2 separate regions of the Sus scrofa genome follow, and region 1 is linked to region 2. Evidence: chromatin contacts called from public Hi-C data. All regions are on one chromosome and are shown on one strand. Each heading gives the region's core, a stretch centred on a gene start, on an enhancer-like site or on the middle of the called end of the contact. The rest is flanking DNA. Distances are from core to core; before and after follow the strand shown.

What was found. Hi-C and Micro-C count contacts between places; a contact is called where the count stands out from the background.
Region 1: a Hi-C map of skeletal muscle shows a contact between it and region 2, with 4 times the contacts expected there. The contact joins the promoter of ARHGEF37 here to the enhancer-like site in region 2. A contact is called at or near these places in 5 of 5 promoter capture datasets (fetal liver, fetal skeletal muscle, liver and 1 more), 24 of 47 Hi-C or Micro-C datasets (adipose tissue, alveolar macrophages, brain and 11 more) and 2 of 2 datasets of contacts at active chromatin or transcription factors (alveolar macrophages and skeletal muscle).

Annotation. Positions count from the first base shown.
Region 1 is chr2:150,658,734-150,664,503 of Sscrofa11.1, reverse strand. ARHGEF37 (rho guanine nucleotide exchange factor 37) reads right to left here and starts at 2,034. Exons shown (of 13, transcript XM_003124090.6): 1 at 1,958-2,034. It overlaps CSNK1A1 (casein kinase I), which reads left to right and starts at 2,073. Exons shown (of 10, transcript XM_003124088.3): 1 at 2,073-2,781; 2 at 3,345-3,451. The coding sequence starts at 2,659.
Region 2 is chr2:150,602,592-150,608,946 of Sscrofa11.1, reverse strand. No RefSeq gene overlaps it. Among named protein-coding and RNA genes, the nearest start is that of IL17B, 22 kb to the right of the region's middle. Within about 2 kb of position 2,651, at least 63 of the 83 cell types and tissues checked have an H3K27ac peak or open chromatin away from gene starts, as enhancers often do. A contact at or near this core is called in adipose tissue, alveolar macrophages, brain and 10 more, where this site is marked.

The sequences.
Region 1 (5,770 bases), core at 785-3,284, 56 kb before region 2:
CTTGTCCTTAATCATTTTACTCAAAAGACACCCTGTCTACTAGTGACCTTTTCTTGGATAAGCACTGTGGTTTGTTTTATTTTATTTAGTTATTTTTTGTCTTTTTAGGGCCGCATCCATAGCATATGGAAGTTCCCAGGCTAGAGGTCCAATTGGAGCTGCAGCCACTGGACTACACTACAGCCACAGCAACAAAGGATCCGAGACACTTCTGTGACCTACCCCACAGCTCATGGCAAAGCCAAATCCTTAACCCACTGAGCGAGGCCAGGGATCAAACCTACATCTTCATAGATCCTAGTTGGGTTCATTAACTGCTGAGCCACAAAGGGAGCTCCAACCAAAAAAAAAAAAAAAAAAACCCTTTAAATGTACACCTCACCCCTTACGGTGAACTCCTTAAGCTGAGGGATCCGTCAAATTTGGGGTAGCTATAGTAGAAAATCAGCAGAACAGTCACTATCTCTGGAAACCTGGAAACTTCAAGATACTTAAAACTGATTTTTTTCTGCTCAGCCCCAGCATGCAGAAGGTTTCAGTCCAGGGACTGAACCTGAGCCGCAGCAGTGACACTGCCTCCTTAACCTGCTGCATCAAAAGGAAACCCCAACTTTTTTTAACAAAAGAAAATCGAACGGCAGAGAGTTTTAACTAGGTCGGACACACTTTGGAGTCACCAGTGAAGACTGTCCTTTTGGGGGTCAGGGGGCCTGGGTTTTGTTAGCACCTCAAAACTTCACCTTAAACCTTAGAAGTCTCTTTCCCTCTGTTCTCAAATTCAAGACATTTAGGTTAAAGCTTTATGAATACAAATATTTAAGCCAGAAATAAAGTAACATGGAGAAATCCTAGTCAAGATATCTTTCAGGATGAACTCCATTACTAACTACTTGATCAGCTTTCAAAGTTGCAGTTGAGGTACATTTTTTTCCTGTTTTAATGACATTCTTTTACTTGGGATAGTAAAATAATGCCGCTTTTGCACTTTCACAACTGAGGCTTTGATTCACTCATTCGTCAGCGTTTGACTCAGACTGCAGATGACAGCAACATGGACATTTCTCCTGGGATCATCACCACTAAGCCCAACCGTCTGAGGTCAAATTTTGTAACCCAAAATGTGGTCAAGAGGTGACTCTGTTCAATGTTTTTGTTTGTTTTAGGGCCGGACCTGTTGCATGTGGAGGTTCGCAGGCTAGGGGTCGATCGGAGCTGTAGCTGCCGGCCTGCACCACAGCCACGCCGGATCCTTAACCCACTGAGCGAGGCCAGGGATCAAACTCGCAACCTCATAACCTCATAGTTCCTACTCGGATTCGTTTCGGCTGCGCCACCACGGGAACTCCTGTCCAATTTCAGTAAAAGTTTTTACTGTGTAGAGTTTTAAACGCTGCCAATCTTATGGTCTAATGGTCATTTTTATCCTGTGTTTCTGGGGTCAACAGCTCATTTTCCCACACGACCAGGATAGGGTGTTTCAAGGCATTTGGGAGGGGGATAACTTTCGTTTTCCCCCGGCTGCAGATCTTACTTTCTATCGACCACGTACGTGCCACTACCCATGACTTGGATATTGGGGTTTTCCTCCGGGATCAAACAGCGTCAGCGGGAAGCAACCCGAAGCCCCAGAGCAGCAGGGCTGGCGCCTGCGCCCCTCTTCCCGGGAGGGGAGAGCGGGCCTCCAGCCCTCCGAAACCCTGGGCGGCCAGAGCCGCCGGGCTGCGCCGCGGGAGCCCCGAGCGCGGCTGCTCGTCTCCCGCTCTCCACCGGAGGCGACAGCTCCGCCACAGCGGAGATCGGCCGGAGCCCCGCAAAGAGCGAAAGGGTGAAAACCGCCTCCGACCAAGAGCAAAGGTCGGTACCCAACTCCCCGGGAGGCCTGACGCATCCCCTCCCACGAGCACTGCAGTGACTCCTCCCTAACACGTCTCGAGGCCTGGGCCGCGCGGCCCCTCACCGAGCAGGCGGGTCTGAGGTGACTAACAGGCAGCCGCGGAGGAGCAGCGGGCGACCGGAAGTGGAAGCGGGCGCGGGGCGGGGCGCGGGGCGGGCGCGGCACGCCTGCGCAGTCCGCGGCGCGGCAGTGCGCCTGCGCGCTTGGGCGGTGACGGGGGACGCTCGGAGCGTGGGCCGCGACTCTCACGGATCCGGTTCCGCCCTCCCTCTCGCCGTCGACCCTCGGGGCTGGCGCCCGCGATCCCTTTCCCAGCGTGCTCCGCGCCGTGAAGAAGCGGCTCCCGGGGACTGGGGGCATTTTGTGTTGGCTGGAGCCGGAGCAACAAGATGGCGGCGTCGGCGGAGTGACAGGGGTCCCTCCGGGCGGGAGCTGGCGGCAGCGGGGGCAGCGGGATCGCCGCCCTAACTCACCGCGCCCCTTTTCCAGCCGGCGACGTCGCCGCGAGAGCGAGGCAGCGGCGGCCGCCAGGAACAAGTGGCCCGGCCCGGCAACCGCGAGCACCGCCTCGGCAGCCTGCGGCCTGGCCGGAGGAAGCCTGACAGCCGCGGAGATCCGGGTCCGCCTGGCCGGTTCCGGGCCTGTAGCGCCGAGAAGGAGCCAGCGCCCCCCGGTTCCTGCCGCGCTCCGCGGACGAGCGCTAGAGGCCTCCGTCGTCCCCTAGAGGTGTCGGGGCTTGGCCCCAGCCTCCATCTTCTCCCAGGATGGCGAGCAGCAGCGGCTCCAAGGCCGAGTTCATTGTCGGAGGGAAGTACAAACTGGTGCGGAAGATCGGCTCTGGCTCCTTCGGGGACATTTACCTGGCGATCAACATCACCAACGGCGAGGTAATCCCCCGGGGTGGGGTTCCCGACCGCGCCTGCCCCCCCCCCCCAGCGGCTCGGGCCTTTGCCCCCCGCGCGCGCGCCCCGGGAAGTCCAGAGGGAGCCGGCTCTCCCGGCCTGGGAACCTCCACCGCTGTCCTTCCCTAAAAGGGAAAGAAGCGAGGCAGACGTTGGGGTACTGTGGAGTTTCCCACCTTACTCGGACTTTTAAACCCATCCTCTAAGGTGAGAACGGCAGAATCCCTATGCTTCGCTCTCTCCCTATTGAATTCTCCTGGGGTTCTTGTTCCAATTAGCGCAGCTTCCGATCGCCTGGCTTCTTCAGGACCTCTCTTTACGTTTTCTGGATGAATCATTTTCCTGCACTTTAGAGGACGTGCCGCTTTCGTCACTGCCCCCTGAAGAGGCCTTTGAGGCTGGATGCCTCGTTTTGTAATTACAAAGAGAGCTTTCTCCTCCTGGCTCTACTGCCGGGAGAGTTGGGGCTTTGCTCACGTCGCCCCGTCCTTTCCGAGTGACATTGAGTCCGTAAGGATGTTGATGGCATCATTCCCTCTCCCCCGCAGGAAGTGGCAGTGAAGCTAGAATCTCAGAAGGCCAGGCATCCCCAGTTGCTGTACGAGAGCAAACTCTATAAGATTCTTCAAGGTGGGGTCGGCATCCCCCACATACGGTAAGAGTCCGTGGGCAGACGGCGCTCCTCCCGGGGAGGTACCCGAAAGGGGGATGTGGGAGCGGCGGGGACGGGACCAGCTGGATCCGGCTCTTGAGGTCTGAGTGGCCGGGGTCTCCGTGGACCGTAAGTCACCCCAGTCCCCGAGCAGATCGTCCTTTGCCAACTTAGGCCGCGTTTCGGTTTGCGCACCCTGCTCCGCTTAGCGTCCGTCCGTCTGGCCGCGGTTTTGAAAGTGCGCGGCCCATCTTTGATCCCGACGCGGAAGGGGTGCCTGCTGCCGTCTCCCGGTCGGCTCCTCCGAGGCTGCTGGGATTGCCCGGCGAGGGCCTGAGGCTGCGGGCGGCGGGGCCCGCCGGCTCGGGCTGGCGGAGCCGGCCTGGGAAATGGCTGCTCTTTTGTTGTGTTTTGTTCCAACATGTCTTCCTGCTCCGCTTAGAAAATGGCGGAGCGACGTGACTCAACCGCACGCCCCTGCCCTCGCCTCTGCCGGGTTCACGCCTGAGGCTTCCTCGACGCCCCGGCGGCAGCCCTGAGCGGCTCAAGCCTTTGAAAAGCCGGGATCGGGCTGCAGGCAGTGGTGGGGTTCACGGAGGGGGCTGGCGTGACGGCGGCGGGCTTGCGATCGCCGCCGCAGATGCGAGGTGAAATCCAGTCCCTCCACGGGCCCCTGCAGGGTCCTTTGAGGGGCGCGGAGCCCTCCGGAGAAGGGAAGTGTTTGCTGCCTTTAGTCGTGTCCTAAGTTTGGTGGCTCATGGCAAGGGCAGCTGGAGCAGCGCTGTGTTGAAATGGACTCCGTTGTATTAAAAGAAAACTTAATCATGCAGTTTGCTAAGTAACTAACCTGTTGAGTTAGGTGGTCAGCAACTCCTCATAGCTGGGAATTTGTGGGTTTTTGGAGATGGGATATTGGTGAAGGCAAAGAGTAATCGGGATAAAGGAAGACATTGGCTTCTTTTAAACGGTTAAGTTTAATGGGTTGTAGACTAGTTGGACTCTTGAGATTAAAGAGCCTTTTCCAAGAATAGAATAGTTTGGACCTAGCCCTTTTCCAACAATTCCTCAAAAATAACATTTGCAAAAATATATCAGAGGTTGTTGTGAATTAACCGGAATGGTATTTATTGTAGCCTCTTTTCCTATCCTTGCTTTAATTTCTCAAACCTTGAATTAAGGATTGGAATATATACAAAAATTCTGATGTGGAAACAACCCGAATGACACTATCTTTAAAAAATTTTCAGTGATAATAGACATTTTTAATGAAGAAATGGAATGATACAATGTTCTATTGGTGGGAAATGCTAAAGTAAATTATTTGGAAGAAAATTCCGGGTTTATCTTAGGACGTAAATTTTAAGGTGAAACCTGAGATGATCCAGATTTGAGATTTTCTTAATGGTTCTCATCCCTTAAAAGAAAAACAACAAAACTCTGCTGTGTGGGAAAACACATTTGTTATTGTCAAGAATGAAAATCTTGATTAGAATGTCTAGCTTTTTTCTTCACAAAATAAAAAATGTTATTTTCATTGACCTTAAATTTTTAAACCCCTTTCCCCTTGCATTTATTTCCATCCCTTCCACCTCAGCCCCCAATACTCATTTTTCCTCACATGTAAATATATATAAATATATATACCTAACTTCGCATAAGGTTTTTGAGATTCATCTATGTTGGGTTTTAAAATTTTCACAAGTCAGGTTGAATTTAGTTTATTTGAAATCATTTTCAAGAAGCATTAAGCATTTGGTGGCATTTTCAGTGCTAAACCCAAGTTAAGTGCATGCACTTTTATTTGGTAGCTTTTATTTAGGACAGTACTGATGCAGATCAACAAGGGCAGTAGTTGATATACTGAATAAGCACATAAATAAGTGAAACTGGCTTGTAAGCAAAATTCTAAGATGCTGAGTGCCGAGAGAGTTTGCTAGTTGTGAACTGGGTGGAGCTAAAGAGATTAACCTGACTTTCAAGTTAGGGCTTTCTGGGAGAGGAGATGGGCTTTCAGGATCTGGCTCTAAGGAAGAGAGCTTGGGGAACTGGTTGAGGAGGGCATTCAGGAGTAGGTGTGGCTTCTGGGAAGATTCTGGGAAGGGAAAATGTAGTGCTTGGGTGAGGGTGGGGGAAGGGTGATTGGTTTTAAGAGTGGTGTTGTCTGCGTACAGGGAAAACAAAAGTGCATCATTGGTTTTAAAGGAACATAGGAGAGAGCTGTTTTTCCCTGAAGTGGGAAAGATAAAGACTCAAGTTTTATTTTGGGTACCGCTGTCTTCTGCTCAGTTTGTTCCCCTCCATTTCCACATCAACTGTATACAG
Region 2 (6,355 bases), core at 1,402-3,901:
GTTAAATTATTGCCTCTGAGTTTTCTGTGAGGGCATGCAGTTTTTTAGCTTGTGTGCTGAAGTGCAAGTTTTGTGCAAACAACAGTAGAGATTAGTTTTAGTTGCGGGTAGCATGGTGATCCAGGAGTACTTGATGGGTCTCTTAAGGGCCAGGCAGTGTGCCCCTGGGAATTCAGGGGTGGCAGTTCCCGTGAGACTCCAATACGGACATTGCCAGGATGGATTCAGTACTGGTGGAACAGAGGGGTGATCAGAGAGGAATACCTCTGAATTGCATCTTGAAGGATGAGGAGAATTCCTGAGTAACATATAAATCACATAACTTTTTTTTACAAGAATTTGAAATAATATGGGAGTCGTAGACAAAGTTCCACACAGCCTCGTCCCTGTTCAGACCGTTGTACAAGCTCTTGCATGGCCATCGGGGGGTGGAACTCGGAGAATGACGACGAGATAAGAGACCAAGTGGTGGGGCAGAGGAGGGTGGTGAGTGGTGACCAGACGGCAGCGGCAAGCATACACGGCGGTTCGGGCACGGGATAGGCTGGGCCCGAGCGCACAGCCCTCCCAGGGGAGGGTCTTCTCATTGCCTTGGGCCAGGTCCGGCCCTGGCGCCCCTGGACACGAGGCGAGCAGTTGCCGCAGCAGCAGTGTCTGCATAGCTGACGGTGAGGACTCCGTGGGTTCTGTTGCATGTGAAAGCAAGTCTTTGTTGGGTTCGAAGGCTGATCACCTGTCACCGCGATAAATATATTGTGATGTCTTAAAACGCTGCTTGTCTGCAGTTTGCATCTCCAGAGGAAAATGCGCTGTTTACAACCAAACATTAGGAAGGAAAGGACATGATTTCATTCTGTGCGTTGTCAGCCAGCAGAATATTAAGCCTAGTGTGGGGATTTTGCTGCTTCAAAACCTGGAGGTCCTCGGCTCTTTTTTTTGGTCCGAAGATACTATACATGGAGCGGCATGAGGACAAGGTGGAGAAACAGGCTAAGATGGATGAACAGAGAGTCGCAGGACACGGCAAATAAACAAGGTCCCTGAATCTTGAAACTGATCTTCCTGAGGATTAATAACCCCTGTTCAAGGTCACAGCCGAAGACCGGCAGAGCTCGGAGGGAAGCCAGCCCGGACCTTTTGTCGCTAAAGAGGCCTCTGGGCACAGGGCAGTGACTCCCAGGTGGAGTTCAAGGCCAGCAGCCACAGCAGCAGCTGGGAGCTTGCTAGCAATGTGAATTCTTAGACGCTGCTCCGTCCTGAGTGAAGCTCGGGTGTTGTAAGAAGACCCCGAGGTGCCCCCACGCTCCCTGAGGTTTGAACACTGGCAAGAGATGAGACCCGTGGGGGCCAGGCTGAACTGGGGAGGAGCCTGAGTTCTGTGTTTCCTCATCTGCAAAAGCGGAGCAGTCACCGGGTTGTCGCCTGCTGGTGGTTGTGAGTGTGAGGTCAGAAACAGCATGTAGGAAACGGCACTCTTGCCAGCACCACATATGGTGACCCCCTGTGGGGGGCAGGTGGAAGCCTTACGTGCCAGGGCTTTCCCACTGCCCCAGTCCGCTTATCAATGGGCCACTCGCTCCGGAGAATGAAGTTCATTTTCTCTGTCCTCTCAGGTCTTGAGTGAAAATTGCTTTTTAGGTGGCTGAGGTTGGAAACCGGAAAAAATGCTAATTTAGGGGAGAGGTCTGATTTACATATCTTAATAGGACTTCACATTCTCTATAAACCAATAGAGAATTCTGTGAAGCCACCCCACCTGACCCCTCCACCCCCCGCACACACACACACATTTTGAATAAATTTTAAGGCGTGAGATGCTGATTTAGGAGTTAGCACTACACAGATGATGGTCAGAACTCCGGGAGTCGGTGCATTTTTCCAGACCCAGTTTTGCTCTGGGTGAGAATAGGGTTGAACAGAGAGAACCCTGGGACGATGCAAGGATGAAGAATGACGGGGAGTTCCCATCGAGGTCAGCGGGTTAAGAATCCCACTAGTATCCATGAGGACGTGGGTTCAACCCCTGACCTCACTCAGTGGGTTAAGGATCTGCGCTGCTGTGAGCTGTGGGGTAGGTTGCGGAGCAGCTCACATCTGGCGTTGCTGGGTTGTGACCTAGGCCAGCAGCGGCAGCTCCAATGTGATCAGTGGCCTGGGAACTTCCATATCCTGTGAGTGCGGCCTTTAAAAAAACGTCATTGGGGGGGAAAAAAAAAAGAACTACTGAAGAAAGATGGGAGAAGTCACAAGAGAGGACATCCAGAAAGTCCCCTGTTGCTCGGAGAGAGGAAGAAGGAGGCCGTGCCAGTCCAGGTGCTTGGTGCCGATGGCCGCAGTGGGCAAACTCCAGAAAAATGGCATCATGCACCAAAAAACCTCTCCGTGTGAGTGGAGGAGCCCTCGGTCCTCGTCCCTCCGGGCTGCTGGAGCAGCAGCACCAGCGGTGAACTTTCTCAGCAGGACTGAGGTGTATCGCTGTCTTTTTTTTTTTTTCCACAGACCACTGGCCAGGACAGTCAGGCCTGTCTGTCAGAAAGGAGGCTCATCAGTGTAAGGACACGTTCTTGGCAGGCGCGGCGGTAGAGGAAGTGAGGTGTGTCGGAGAGTGGCCTCTGAGCCCCGCGCCGCCGTGTCCAGGCGCCGTCTTCCAGGAGGGCAGAGCCTGGAGCCCACACACTCTGATGGCTCCTCTGGCACAGGCCCCTGCCTCGTTCAGGGCTGGTCCCATAGGAAAACAAGCCATGACGTCACCGTTGCTAGGAAACACATAAACACAGCAAGAAATAATGTGCCTCTCTGCCGAGGGTTTAGCATTGCAGCTTGCCCATAAGTGACCCGCAGCCGTTTGACCTCTGTGGGGGCTCTGTCTCCATGGCGACAGAGTGATAAGGGAGAAACGGCTCTCCAGCCTGCTGGAAAAGGAGTTCCTTTTAGTTTCAGCCCAAGCCTTTCCCCCGTGTTCATCGTCTAGTACGAGCAGGTGGTGGGTAAAATCGCTTTTGACTGTTAACCTAGCCCAGGATAATAGTGGTTGTCTTTCAGCAATAGAATGCTGTTGATTCATTGGATTTGTGGTCAATTAAAGCCTACACTTGCTCTCAAAATCTGTTGCCAGGCAACATCTATCTTGGCCCTTTGCAAAAAAAAAAAAAGAAACTACTTGTCTACCGGCCAATGATTTTTTTTTTTTTTTTTTTCCCATGCCAGTGGCATGTGGAAATTCCTGAGCCAGGGACCCATCCAGCCCATGCCACAGCAGCAACAATGCCAGATCCCTGGCCCACTGCACCCCAAGAGAACTGCATGATTTTAGATTCAAAACTTTTAAATGGTTCTGGAGTTCCTGTCGTGGCGCAGTGGTTAATGAATCCAACTAGGAACCATGAGGTTGCGGGTTCAATCCCTGCCCTTGCTCAGTGGGTTAAGGATCTGGCGTTGCCGTGAGCTGTGCTGTAGATCGCAGGCACGGCTCGGATCCCGAGTTGCTGTGGCTGCGGTGTAGGCCAGCGGCTACAGCTCCCTTTCATCCCCTAGCCTGGGAACCTCCATGGGCGCCACTCTAAAAAAAAAAAAGAGATCAGAAAGAGCTCTCCAGAGTCAGCTTCTTGAAAATGGAATTATAATCTCCCCCACTGTACAAAGAATTTCACTGATACTTAATCCGGGGTGCGTATGTGTGTACATTATCAGTAGGTCGGTGTTGTGGGCCTAAATCCGATTACTTTAAGTTATTCGGCTTCCTCCAAGCCCTGCTGGCCCTTAAGCAGACCTGAAAACGGAGGCGCTTTCTTCCGCTTGCATGTTGCTCTCGAACCTTGCCATCCCTTCTTTGCCAGAGACCATGGGCTGTGACTTGAAAAGTTTGTTTGGATCTGTTTGTTGTGGGCTTCAGAGCCCACAAGGAAGGTGGCTTGTTACTTTGGCAACATGTGCCTAGTGATTTGTGGCATCTAGTGTGTGATTAAACGCTCACCTCTGGCTTTTGGGCAACCTGAGGTCCAAGATGCAAGCATTGCCAAGTGTCAGGGTTGACGCGCTGTGTCTGTAAATGAAGCTACTGTTTTGCCTCCTTAAACATGTTCTTCCTGCTCTCATTCTCTCCCGAAGAACGGAATCTCCCAAGCAGGACAGCAGGAGCCATCCTTCCCTGCCCCCTGCACATGCAGAAATTCTGGGGCTAGGGATCAAACCTGCGCCACAGTGCCAAGGCCAGGTCCTTAACCCCTTGTGCCACAAGGGAGCTCTAGCGCCTTTGACTTATCGGTCAAGTCCATCTCCGCATTTCCCTCACTGGCTCCACCTAAATGTGGCCATCATCTCTCCTCTGAACTCTTGTAGAGCCTCTGAAACAGCTCCTTGCCTCGAGCGAAAGTGTACCATCCTTCCGAGAGCGCCACTGCCTCTCCCCGGTACCTCCGGATAATGGCACGCTCCACGATGCGTCCCCTGCTCACCCAGCTATTCAGCCTCATCTCTTGGCCAGCACCCCCGGCGCCGGTCTCCATGCCAACACCCTGCCCTCCACATACACAGGTCCTGTGCCGTCGGGCTTCCACGCAGGTCTGTGCCAGAGATGCCCTTCCACGTTCTCCACCAGGTGCCCACGGGTTCGGTGTCAGCAGCTCGAGGAAGCTGGTGGCACGAGTGAGAAATGGGGGCGCACACCCTTCTGAAGCAGCTCTGCTCACCACTGTCCTTTGGAGAAAACGTGTGTCCACTCCTTGTTCTCTCTGAACCCCTCCTTCCACACCCAGGATTTAATCACAGGTGCCTTCAGCTTCTTGCCTTCCTGTCGTTCCGTGGTTGCCCCTGGAGCTCTTTGAAACCAGAATAGGCGCTGAACTGCAATTTGGATTTTTTAAGTTCTTGTGACCCTAAACCTTGAAGGGTTATTTCTTCTGGCTAGAGTTGCCGTCACAGTTATAGCTCATTGATCAAGACCACATAAGGACATTACACAGTTTGATAACAATAAGAAGCATTAGGTTTTATTTATTGCGATAGATGTTTTAAACACACGTTCATGTGTACATTGATAAATGCTATGTACACCTGCCTTGACAGGAGTCAGAACTATCCCATTTCGCATTTTAATTCAGGTGTAAGTCGAGAAGAACTGTTCCCAAGAGTATAAGAAACCAGGAGTTTTGTTGTTGGACTCCCTCAATTCTTTGCATTCTTCCCAGGAGATACGCCCACATCCCTTAGAGCTCTTTTCCTGAAACTCAGGGAACAGCTCCAACCAGACTTCCCTCAGTGTCGCACCGTGGCAGCCTCCTTTCTCTAAGGCTGTTGCCCTAAAGGAGCTTCCAGAACTAGGAAGAGCGGTTTCACGATATGGCCGCAGGTTGGACGCCCATGAGCGGAGAAGCTTCCGGAGAGCGGAAGGCTCCTGAGCCCACCAGAGGCCGTGCGTCGTTTTCTCGTGGCTCTCACCTTCCTCCTTCCCTCTCCAGATGTGCAGCTCTAGATCTGGTGCCGGAAACTCCCTCAAGCTCAAAATCAGGATTTTCTGCCTCCCACTCTCAACCACCCCTCTCCCTGAGTTGACTGTCTCTGCAGGAAAAGGTTCGCCTGGTATAATTAGCACGTCACGTCGGGTGGAAAACGGTGCTGCCGCTCTTAAAGCAGCAAGGAGACGGCCTCTGAAGGCCGGCCTGCCGCACTCACCTCCTGGGTTCGGAATGGTGCGCTTTTGAGAAGACAAGCTGGCTGCCAGCCACAGTGTCGGATTTGTGAGCCCTTTCGAGTCAGCTCTTACGCAATATAGGGAACTAACCGGCTCCGCTCCATTCACTAAACGACTCTAGAAAATTCTGTGGTGCTCGGCTCGCCCCAGCTTGCCCCCGTTAGCATTTTAGTTCAGGACATTAACTTTGCTTTTGACTCTGGGCCTGTCTGGCTCTGTGCCTCTTTCTGACCACATTGCGGCATCAGGTTTCAGGGACCCTCTCCTTGGCTCGCTCCCATTTCTAGTAAAGGTGAAGTCACAGCGTCAAAGCTGTGTTCCCTGGCACCTCCCTGGTGGGTTAACCTTTGCTCTGAAATACAAACAAAATTGGCTTTGCTGCCGAAAGGCGGCCGATGCTTGGAAAGAGCACAGAAGCACCGAGACCAAAGTTACGAGCCTGGTAACGTCGCTCTGACCTCGAGCGACCCCCATCAGTTCCCTCCTCCCCCCTGGCCCTCAATTCCTGCCTCTAAACAAGTGGATGCAGGGGGTTTTGCCCTGTCTCATCCTCCGGCCAAGGACCAAGGGAAAGGCAAGGGGTTTTCGGTGTTGGGAGCAGTGCCGAGCCTGCCGTTTGCTGCTGAAGAATGTTAGCCGGGAGACATGTCCCAGGGTTGGAGGCCC